2 separate regions of the Triticum aestivum genome follow, and region 1 is linked to region 2. Evidence: chromatin contacts called from public Hi-C data. All regions are on one chromosome and are shown on one strand. Each heading gives the region's core, a stretch centred on a gene start, on an enhancer-like site or on the middle of the called end of the contact. The rest is flanking DNA. Distances are from core to core; before and after follow the strand shown.

The links. A called contact is a pair of places that touch in the nucleus more often than the background predicts.
Region 1: a contact with region 2 is called in a Hi-C map of leaf, with 2.5 times the contacts expected there. The contact joins the promoter of LOC123167891 here to the enhancer-like site in region 2. A contact is called at or near these places in 3 of 5 Hi-C or Micro-C datasets (leaf and an unstated tissue).

What each region holds. Positions count from the first base shown.
Region 1 is chr7D:575,394,167-575,399,255 of IWGSC CS RefSeq v2.1, reverse strand. It overlaps LOC123167891 (serine/threonine-protein phosphatase 7 long form homolog), which reads left to right and starts at 3,693. Exons shown (of 6, transcript XM_044585755.1): 1 at 3,693-4,422; 2 at 4,503-4,760; 3 at 4,910-5,089. The coding sequence starts at 4,258.
Region 2 is chr7D:575,014,526-575,019,539 of IWGSC CS RefSeq v2.1, reverse strand. No RefSeq gene overlaps it. Among protein-coding and RNA genes, the nearest start is that of LOC123167690, 160 kb to the right of the region's middle. Within about 2 kb of position 1,464, at least 2 of the 8 cell types and tissues checked have an H3K27ac peak or open chromatin away from gene starts, as enhancers often do. A contact at or near this core is called in leaf, where this site is marked.

The DNA.
Region 1 (5,089 bases), core at 2,444-4,943, 380 kb before region 2:
TTGGGACTGCGTGTTGGAGATAACACGGCGGATAGTTTGGACAACCACATTTCTCCCTCACATATGGGCTGAATTTGGTGTAGTCCGGACTATTGAGGCGGTTGGATTTTGCGGAGCCCACTGGGCGCCCCTCTGATGTCCAAATACGCTCGGACGTATGAGGGAGAAATGAGTTTCGACCTTAGAGACAACCTTAATCATGTGTTTGATTCATTTATATGCATTGTAGCCCGTAGCAACGCACGGGCATTCTACTAGTATAATTAAGGTTGTCGGATCTACAGAACATGAGTCCGTACGTCCATAATTTCATTCAGACTTCAAACCATGTTTTTGCTTTTAGAAGTCCAGATATGCCCCCACTTTTATCTCTATGTGTTTTATTTTTTTAGTGTGGTTTTTACCCATTCTTTTTTGGCAGCATTTTTACCCAAAATTTGTGACGGTGTTGAAAGTTTACATCCTTTAATTTCCCATCATTCCGATAGTCCGCTTGGAGAGAACGAAGCATACCACTAATCAGGCAATCATCAACGACACAATTTTCTTACCTCGGGAATATGACTAGTCAAGCGATCGTCGATAGAGAGCCATGTCTTTGCTCCATTGCTCTTTAGTTGTCGCCCTCTGGGTCGTCTCCTACCCATGCTCGTGGTTGCAAGGAAAGGAGTAGGTGAGCGGGCTATTTTGGCTTGATCATGTCGACCGAGCGGTGCAGATAATCAAGCTAGATTGCCTGTGTTAAAAATGGGTTGCATGTCGCCACTCGGATGAAAAGTGGGTTTTCATCGCGGGGTACATGAAAAATACATGGAAAACACCTAAATTGGTACTCCCCCCGATCATGAAAAAATGTCGCAGTTTTGAACGGCACTTTTTTTCGATCAAAGGGAGTACCTTTTTTTTTTTTGACTATTTACTGTAGAGCCACAGCCCAACAGTCTTTTCAGTCCAATTTTTTTCCAGAAAATTTCGCTCACACCTGCATAAATCTGCTTCTAGCACGTAGGCATGAGGTGTGACTAAGGTCGCTGCAACCACTAGGCTACATGCCCGTTTGTGATTGGTCACGCTTTGGACTCAGTTGCCACATCTGTTATGTTGGCTTAGCATATCATAATCACGGGAAAATGGGTAACGAGATAAACATTGTCACAACATCGCAAGTTCGTGGTAAAAATGTGGCAGAGAAAATTAAAACGCCTTAAAAATACAAACAGGCAGAAAAATGAGAAATTCGCTTGATGTGTTTTGATACCATGTGAAATCAAGAATTTGGATTTTTTTTCTTTTGGGCGAAAGAATTTGGATCTCTTAATCGTGTTTTTCTAATTTTAATTCTCTAATCCGGGTGCGATCCCAGGAAGCCCTAGAGTGCAGCACACAGGAACACAAGATGTTCTACCGGAGTATTATCGTAATCGAACAAACGCCATCGTCCGTGACACGCCTCGTTACTTGATCCGTCCGTTGGGTTAAATAAACAATCACAAGAGTCAGTTAACCAACCTTTGTTCCATGGATATCGTTACCAGGAAGCTCTGCAGGAGGACGAGGAAACAGGAACACCCCGTGCCAAGAGAGACAAAGAGAGATCGACAGGGGATCGTCGCCAGATTTCTCCCCGCCAAACCGCCGCCTCGGGCGGCCGTCGCGTCCCGCTCCGCCGCATTTGTTTAAGCGCTCCGGCGATGTGGCCTCCCCGCGTCCGCTCAGCCTCCGGATTGTTTACTCGCCGGCGAGCGGCTCGAGCCTGCCTGCGTCCATGATTCGAGACATGACTCCTCCCCTCTCCGACTACGGGAGGCATGCATACGCTCTCGGCCTGGCTCCTGTCACTTCTCGCATTTTTCTTCTTCGTTGGAGCAGTAGTGCCTATAGCTAGCTAGGCTTTGCTTGACACGCATGCAAATTGGTTGGTGGCCGTATCCTGCCGAAAAGATGGGCACAATCTCAAGTTACATGCGGCCTGGCGCTGGTAGGCAGACATGCATGGATCTACCCGTACCATCATTATTAAGCTGTTTATTTGGAGCAAATCTGCACCTTAAAGTTAGAGTAGGTCGTTGGATAAGACGGCTAGGCTATTACTTTAGATCTAGCTAGGGTTGTGTTGATTTGTTCCAACGGGTTGCTGCTGCCGGAGCCAATTTGGCGAACCAGGAGTGCTCACAGGAGGCGAATCATTGGGGCCGAGCCGCCGAGCGGATCCTTCACGAGCACTACTTCACAGATCGGACGGGTCACCTGACGGAAGGGTCTGAAACGGCGAGGACTTCTCTGATGGCCTTCTGTTGCCAACTGAAGTGAGGAACGGTGTAGCTATCGGCTGTTCTCCTGAACAATCCACAGCTTTGTGGGGGAACCGATCCGGCATGATCCGTGTGACACGGCTTAGCTCCGTGCTGTCAACTCGCGCGCGCCTAACAGGGTCGTTGTCTAGCTCGATTCGCCATCAGCTAGGACAAAATCACTGTTTTGAACTTTTTGGAAAAGTTAAGCAGGATTTGACCCCACATTGAAAGTATTTCACGAATCTGACCTTTTTCATCACGCCTGCGACGGCGGCGTTATGCTCCACACTATAGCGCCTCGTCTCATGGCGCCATGACGCTGCCAGCGTGGCACCGTCGGGCCCAGAGCTGCGTATCATAACGCCGGGCGTGGAGGCGCTATAATACGGCCCAAATAGCGTCGGGGTCTGCGGCGCTATGCCTCGTTGCCTTGCAGCCGCAGCCGGCCCACCACGCCACGCTCGAACAGAGACGGCGGCGGCGGCGGCGGCGCCCCTCTCTCCCCTTGTCAAATCTTCACTCAAAATCGGCTGGATCTTAAGCTTTTTTGGTGGATTTCGTCGCCCATCCATCCCTAAAGGTATTCCCCTCCGATCCCCTCAATTTCATCCGACAAAACCATCACATTGGCCCTATTTTTGCATGTTTAGGTGAAACCCTAGTTCATCATCATGTTACAGTTTTGTATGGATTATTGTGATTGTATTGAGTAAGCATGTTTAGGTGAAACCCTAGGGGCTCCATGGTTCTATCTAAATCAAAAATCAAACTTGGCTGATCAGGCACATTGAAGCAAAGGCTTCCTTGCTGTGTCAGTTTATACTAACATTCATAGCTTACACATTTTGGGCGGCTCTTGAAAATTAAAACAAGGATTAACATTCCTAGCAAGACTGCATTAGCTATGATCTGATTAGCTAGTAGCGGTGTATTTAAGTACACCCGCTGAAAGAGTAGTCTAATTAGCTAAATGCAGCTTTGATGTTTCTCAAGACACAAATTGGTGCTACTACGACAATTGGCTAACATCGGCAGCATTTTATTATGCACCTTTGCCTTGTATGTTCTGAATGATTAAAGTTATGATTCTTTTTTTCAAATAAGTAGGATGACACTTCTCAGTGAGCATTATGATAAGGGTCACCGTGGGCGGCTTATGCCGGATGAGAGACAGGTAATACATATTGATAATGCTAGTTCATACTTGTTAGTACATTGATGTTACTGCCAATTGAAGTGTTCAAATGAATCTGTCAGTACAGTTGAATATTTTGTCACTGATTTATTCTAGTTTGTATTCTTAGTTTACATGGATCTATACTGTTCTAACTTGTATTTTTGTAGGTCTTTTGTCCCCTGCGCCTAAGGGCTCATGAGGCTTCATCCAATAAGATGAGATATGATGAGCGGTACACACAGTACATTGAGAGGCTGGGACTCCTTCCGTTCATCCAGCTTGTCACTCGGTCGACGCCAAGCATGAACCCTTGTGCGATCACCGCGCTTGTTGACCGCTGGAGGCCGGAGACTCACAGTTTTCACCTCCGGACTGGGGAGATGACTGTGACTCTCCAGGATGTTTCGATGATCCTGGCACTTCCCATCGAGGGAGTTCCTGTTTGTTTTAGCACTGGTGCTGCTGGTTGGCGCGCTAGGATGTTTGAGCTTATCGGTGCGCTTCCTGCGGTGCCGGAAGACCCGACTAAAAACCACTGAAAAAATAGCGCGCTATAACGCCGCTAATAGCACGCTATAGCATGTAGAGAATTGTCTCGCTAAATAAATTAATGTACAATACCTCGCTAATAGCACGCTATAGTACGCTAATAGCATATTTTCAGAGGCGACGCTATTTTTGTAGCACGCTATTTTTTCCATTGCTAAAAACAGAGTCCCCGCCGGCGCGACTTATGTCTGGATTGTAGAACATTTTAGCCAATGCCCCGATGATGCTAGTGAGGAGATGGTGCAACAATATGCACACGCATACTTGTGGTATGTGATCTCGAGGACTCTGTTTGCTGATGGTGGTGGCAGGACCGCTCCGTGGATGTGGCTGAAGGCATTATCTGGTTGGGATAGTAAACAGAGCTGGGGTTCGGCGGCACTGGCCTACTTGTACCGTCAGGTAATCACTTGTACATATTTTTTCATGATATTACACCTCCAGACATTCTCTAATCATACCGCTTGTGCCTCTATGTGCAGTTGGATGAGGCGTGTTGTAGGCGCAAAGATGAAGCTAGTATTGGTGGTCCGTTGGTCCTACTTTCGGTTTGGATGTGGGAACACTTCTCAGTTGGACGACCGAGAGTGATTGGTTACGACACCTGGGATGATCATGACAACCCGCTACGGAAGCCTACATGGGCGTACAAGTGGGACAAGGTTTCAGAGTTCACTGGTGACCCAAACAGGATGTACAGGGAGTACACCAATGAGTTTGACACGCTAACCTCGGAGCAGGTAATAATTGTCATGTTAATATTGAGATTTCCCAGTTTGTCTGAGTTTTTTTAATGTTGCATATTATTGTCATAAAAAAATGTTAACATTAGATGCATATCATTAGCTCCAATTTTTTCTATTGGCTCCCTGCTTGTTCTATTTTGTAGGTGACATGGCAGCCATATGGAGCGTGGGACAATTTTGCTTTCATCCCTGATTTCCAGTTGAACCCGAAGTGCACGGAGGAATCACATCTTTGGCTGATGCGGTGCCCATTGATATGCTTATATGCAGTCGAGTTCCACCTTCCACAGCGTGTGATGACCCAATTTGGGTTATTTCAGGAT
Region 2 (5,014 bases), core at 215-2,714:
CTTTAAGTCTAACGTGTAGTACTGGCAGATGCAACTATCGAATGATCCAGCTTGAAGATGCTGATTGAAATACCACTTCATTCCGAGGAAAACTCTTGTCCTGACCTTCATTGGTCGGGCTCAGCAGCAACGAACTCATGCCACTACCTTGATGAAGATGTTGTCTACTTGCTATTGCACTGGCCTTCATTGGATGGTGTTGACATTAGAATGAGAATCCTTGTCCAGGTCATCTCCAGTCAGGCACGATGACAATGGATTGAGAACGTTAATTGCTACTTGAAGGCGTAGTTGCGGAATAATTTGACTTAATTGTAGGTTTTGCTTTCACATTTTGTAATGGTGCAGTCGAGGTTGTCTTTATTTTGTACTCTCCTTTCCGATGTGCAAAGGCTCGGGGTTTAATCTCCTTTTCGAAACAAATAGTAAACAAAATCTCTGGAAAATGGCGCCAAGTCGTTTCTAGGGTAAATGTTGGAGTTTTTTTTCACGTGAATAAAAAACATTGTATTTCGTTTTACCGTGTATGCTTAGATGAAATGAGCTGTGCTTTCCCTCTGTTTTTTCTGAACGACGAGATTTTTATTTTCAGTGGCGACGCAAACCATGTCCCCGATTTTTTCGAACGGCACCAGGAAAGGCAAATGGGCCGATCGACCGATCACCGGCAAAGGGATCACGACAGGCAGACGCCCGCATGTGGCATCAACCATAGGTACCCAGCGACATGATTCGCCGGAAAGAGCGCGCGAGGCTCCGAAGAAGAAATAGAAAGACACCGCATTTAAGCGGCGGCCAGAATCCGCCAGAGCCGCCGCTGTTGATGTTCATCACCGGCGGGCCGCGCGCGTACCTGCCCTCGCCTCGCCTGACCTCACCTGTGAGAGAATCAAATATGATTTGATTTGAGACGACGTACAGAGGTGAGCTAGCTGCTGGCCTTCATGGCGGATTTGACCGGAGCTAGCTAGCTGTAGGGATTTATGCCGATCGAGCTGGTGAAACCGCTGTTCGCAACGGCTCAGTGGGCATAAATTCTGAACAGTGCCGGCTCCAGCTTGTTGTCACGGGATTGCTGGCGGCTTTATTATACACGAAAAGTCGTGAAGATATGTTGGCAAGAAACATGGCAACGAACCAAGTTAGTAGGGCAGATTAAGCCAGACATGCGCACAGAAAGGTTAGGTAGATTTTCAGGTATGCTACCCTTTTTTCTTCATCTCCAACCATGTGTTCCTGATATACATATATATGGCCAGACGCAGATGGTTCAGGTGTGCACGGAACGGATGTTGACTAATTATCAATACAAATCCTGGCCAGTTCCCATCGATCAGCATCACAATATCGATAGCTGTTATCACGAAAAAGACGACGACGGTGACTTGTCAGAAGCAAGCCCCAGATGCATCTAATGTATACACAAATCACAAATGTACACTCTGGAGTCCCCGTCGCGTATCAGCTTCGAATAACGTCGCTCTCCGCCAAACAGTTGCGCGATGCCGACATAATTTGATTGCAGCGGACATGCATTATCGGGAAAAAATCAACATACTGGCATGTCGGCGAATAAAATGCCTCTATAACTAGATAAACAATTTTGCTAAGTCTCAATCGATTGAGACTTCGTTATGTGTCAATCAATGCTATCATCCTTTGATTTTGCATCAAGATTCGCACACAAAAAATATTTTAATTTTTCTTTTTCTTCTTACATACTATATGACTTGGCTGAGACGTCGACTGAGATCTAGCCACACGCCTGGATAAAACCAAGTATAACTATTGATGACTATCAGATAAGAGTACTACACCGAACCAGAGCGCGTGTAATTAGAGCGTGACTGTAGCTCTGTACCAGGTGCAAACGACGGCGAGTGCTGCTGCTTAGAGCATCTCCAGCCAGGCCCTGAAGAAGCCTCCCCAGGTGCATTTTTAGACGCCGGCGGGCAAAAAACGACCCACTCGGGGCCCCAGGAACCAGTTTTGCGCCGGTTTTGACGAAAGTTACAGCCGGCACGCCCATTCCAAACCCAGTCCCCCGGGAGGCAGCTGGGAACGCCGGCATCTCTTTTTCGCATGCAACGGCCCACTTGCCAGCCCCTCTTTCTCCCCTCTCTCTCATCTCTCCTCTCCTTTCTCTCTTTTCTTTCTCCTCTCTCCTCTCCTCTTCCTTCCACCACGGCACCACCTACCACACACAGCCGGAGCGGGCCTCGCGCGGCCGTGGGGGCGCACGCATGGCCAGGGCGGGGAGGGGCTCGCGGAGCGGAGCGCGCATGGCCAGATGGGGAGCCATGGCGGCGCGGCGGCGAGGCCGCCACTCGTGCTCGAAGAGTTCATACCGACGCCGGATTTCGAGGCGTCGGCGCCGGAGCGTGGTGTCCGGCGTGTCCGGCATGGACCAGGGCACCTGAGCGTGGTGTTCGGCGTGGACCAGGGCCGGCTCCAGTCCAGGGGCGCGCCGAGGCCGATGGGAGCATGCCGAGCCGACGGCCCGCTCCAGGTCTAGGTGCGCGCCGAGGCCGCCGTTGGGAAGCGCGGCTGGGCGCCGTCCCGGGTCCTCTCGAGCCAAATCCGCCCCCGTCGAGCTCTGCCTCCTGCTCTCCGTTTTGAGCCGCCCGCGGCACACCTCGCCGGCGCCGTTTCCGCAGCCTCGGGAATCCGTCGCCGTTTCCGCAGCCTCGCCGGCGCCGGCCGGACGCCGCTGCTGCCGCCTGCTTCCAAAGCCGCCCTGCAGCCTTCGCCAAGTCCGGCCCCAGTCGGTTTCGCCCCCAAGCACGGGCTCTGTGCATCCCGCACGCTGTCGGCTGAGCAGGGCCTCGCCTCCATCCATGTGTGTCCGCGCCTTTGCCGGTTTGCGAGTCACCGGCAAGCTGCCCCGGCCTCAAGTTGCCTCCGCTGTCGGGCTTCACCGGCAAGCAACATCGCCCCCCGCCGTGCGTGGGCGTCGTCTTCTCCATGGTCACCCCACGAGTCACGCCCGCGTCCACGCTCGTCGGGTTCCTCACCGGGCACGCGGGGCACGAGGACGGAGCGGCGGCGGTCGAGCTCGGTGGGCTCGTGCGCAGTGTGTTCGTCGGTCGGGTGAGGGGGCGGCTGGAAAATTTCTTGTCCCAGATGCAAAAAATCCGCCGGTGCCTCCCCAGGAGGCCGAAAAAACGCCTCCTGGGGGGCACAACGGCTGGAGATGCTCTTACTCTTGCAAGCACAGACTCATCACTCCATATGCATATCTGCTGCATGCATGGCGATCCAGTAAAATAAACTGACAAGGATTCGTCCAAGACGACGGACAGATCTCCCTGTCCTCCTGGCTCCTGCTGAGCACAGTGCATCTAGAGTCGGACTTGCAAATCCGGCCCCTCAAACGCCTGCGGGACGCATTCGTGGGTAGTGACCGGGCAATGGTCTTAAATTTAAATAGTTGCATCCGGACATCTATACTAGATCTCAAATCCATACAAAGACATGCAAACTAAAATGAACGTACATGCTACGTCGATCACCTAGCTACTCGTCGTTAGAGATGTCGACGATCTCCGTGCCCGACTCTGGCAACATGGGCGGCAGGTGCAGCTCCGGCGGCTCCGGCTGCACCGCTCCGGCCTCCTCCATCCCTATCTCCGCGTCGAGTTCGGCGAAGAGCGCGTAGGACGCCGCCTGCTCCTGGCGGACGAACGCCCGGTTGGCCTCCACATAGACCTCATTTTGGATGGACTCCAGGATGGCCTGCTGCTCCGCCATCTCCTCCGACTGGGCGACGGCGAACTCCGCCTCCGCCTGCTCCATGTTGAAGCCTGGCAGCTCCGGCTTCTGCTGCTCTGCCTCCTCCACCTCCATCGGAGCCATCTCCTCCTCCTCCTCTTCCCCCGGCTGCTCCTCCTCCTCCTCCTCCGGCTCCGGCGAGTCCAGAGGTAGCCCGGCAGCGATGCGGGCGGCGCCCGCGGCTTGCCTCGCCCGGATCTCATAGCGGCGCTCCGGCGTCAGCATGGCGTAGTAGGTGATCTTGCTCCGGACCATGGCGGAGTGCCGGAGCGTGGGCAGAGCATCGAACCGTGGGCAGGGCGCCGGAGCGGGAGAGTGAGGAGGTGGTGGGCTCAGACTGACGGCGCGAAGAGGGTGGGGGAGGTGGATGGGTTAGGGTTGCGGGACGCCGGCCGGCTTAAATAGCCGGATTTGGTCTTGCGCGGCGAGCCGGAGCGGCGCCACGCGGCGTTCACCGCTTTGACAAACGCGGCATTCGTCGGACAACCGGGTTTCCTGGCGTTTCCGCGTGGGACTCCGCCGTCAGACCAATGTGGCGGGCATGCCCGCGCGTGCCCGATCACCCCATATCCGCCTCATATTTGCGCTGAATATGAGGGGTGCCGGTCAGCCCAGACGTTTGAGGCCCGTTTGAGGGGCCCGCCTGGGTCGAAAAATCATGATAGGTCAATGACCACGCGAGCCGCCCGCGCGTTTGAGGCCGGTTTGGGGCGCCCGGCTGTAGATACTCTCAGAGTATCTATCTCTCCCACTTTCTCTGAAACCCTGTGCTCTCATGCTCTTTTTAGGAAAACAGCAGCACTCTGCTGCATATTTTTATTGATTTTTTAAATAAATGGTACACGAGTAATGTATTCAAAAAAAAGAAGAGAAAGAAAAGAAAAAACTATACACAGAAGGAAAGCAAAAACCTATAAATAATAGATAAAAATGAATTACAACATACAACATGCAACAAATCCAGCGAAATCATACAGCAATTGAGTGGTTCTGACTTTCAGAGGAGAGAGAGCTGTAGCTGAAGGAAGCTGTCTGCCCTGGCTTCCAGGGGAGGCAAAATTTCGTGTTTTGACCCTTTTTGCAAACAAATTCAAGATCTAACCCCTCTTTGAAAATATTTCGGGATCTGACCCTTTTGCCTACCGCCAGGGGGGTTGGCGGTAGGTTTGCACGTCTTACCGCCATCAGCTCTGGCGGTAGGCCCTTTGACAGCGACTGACGGCCGTCTGAGCGGGCTGACGTG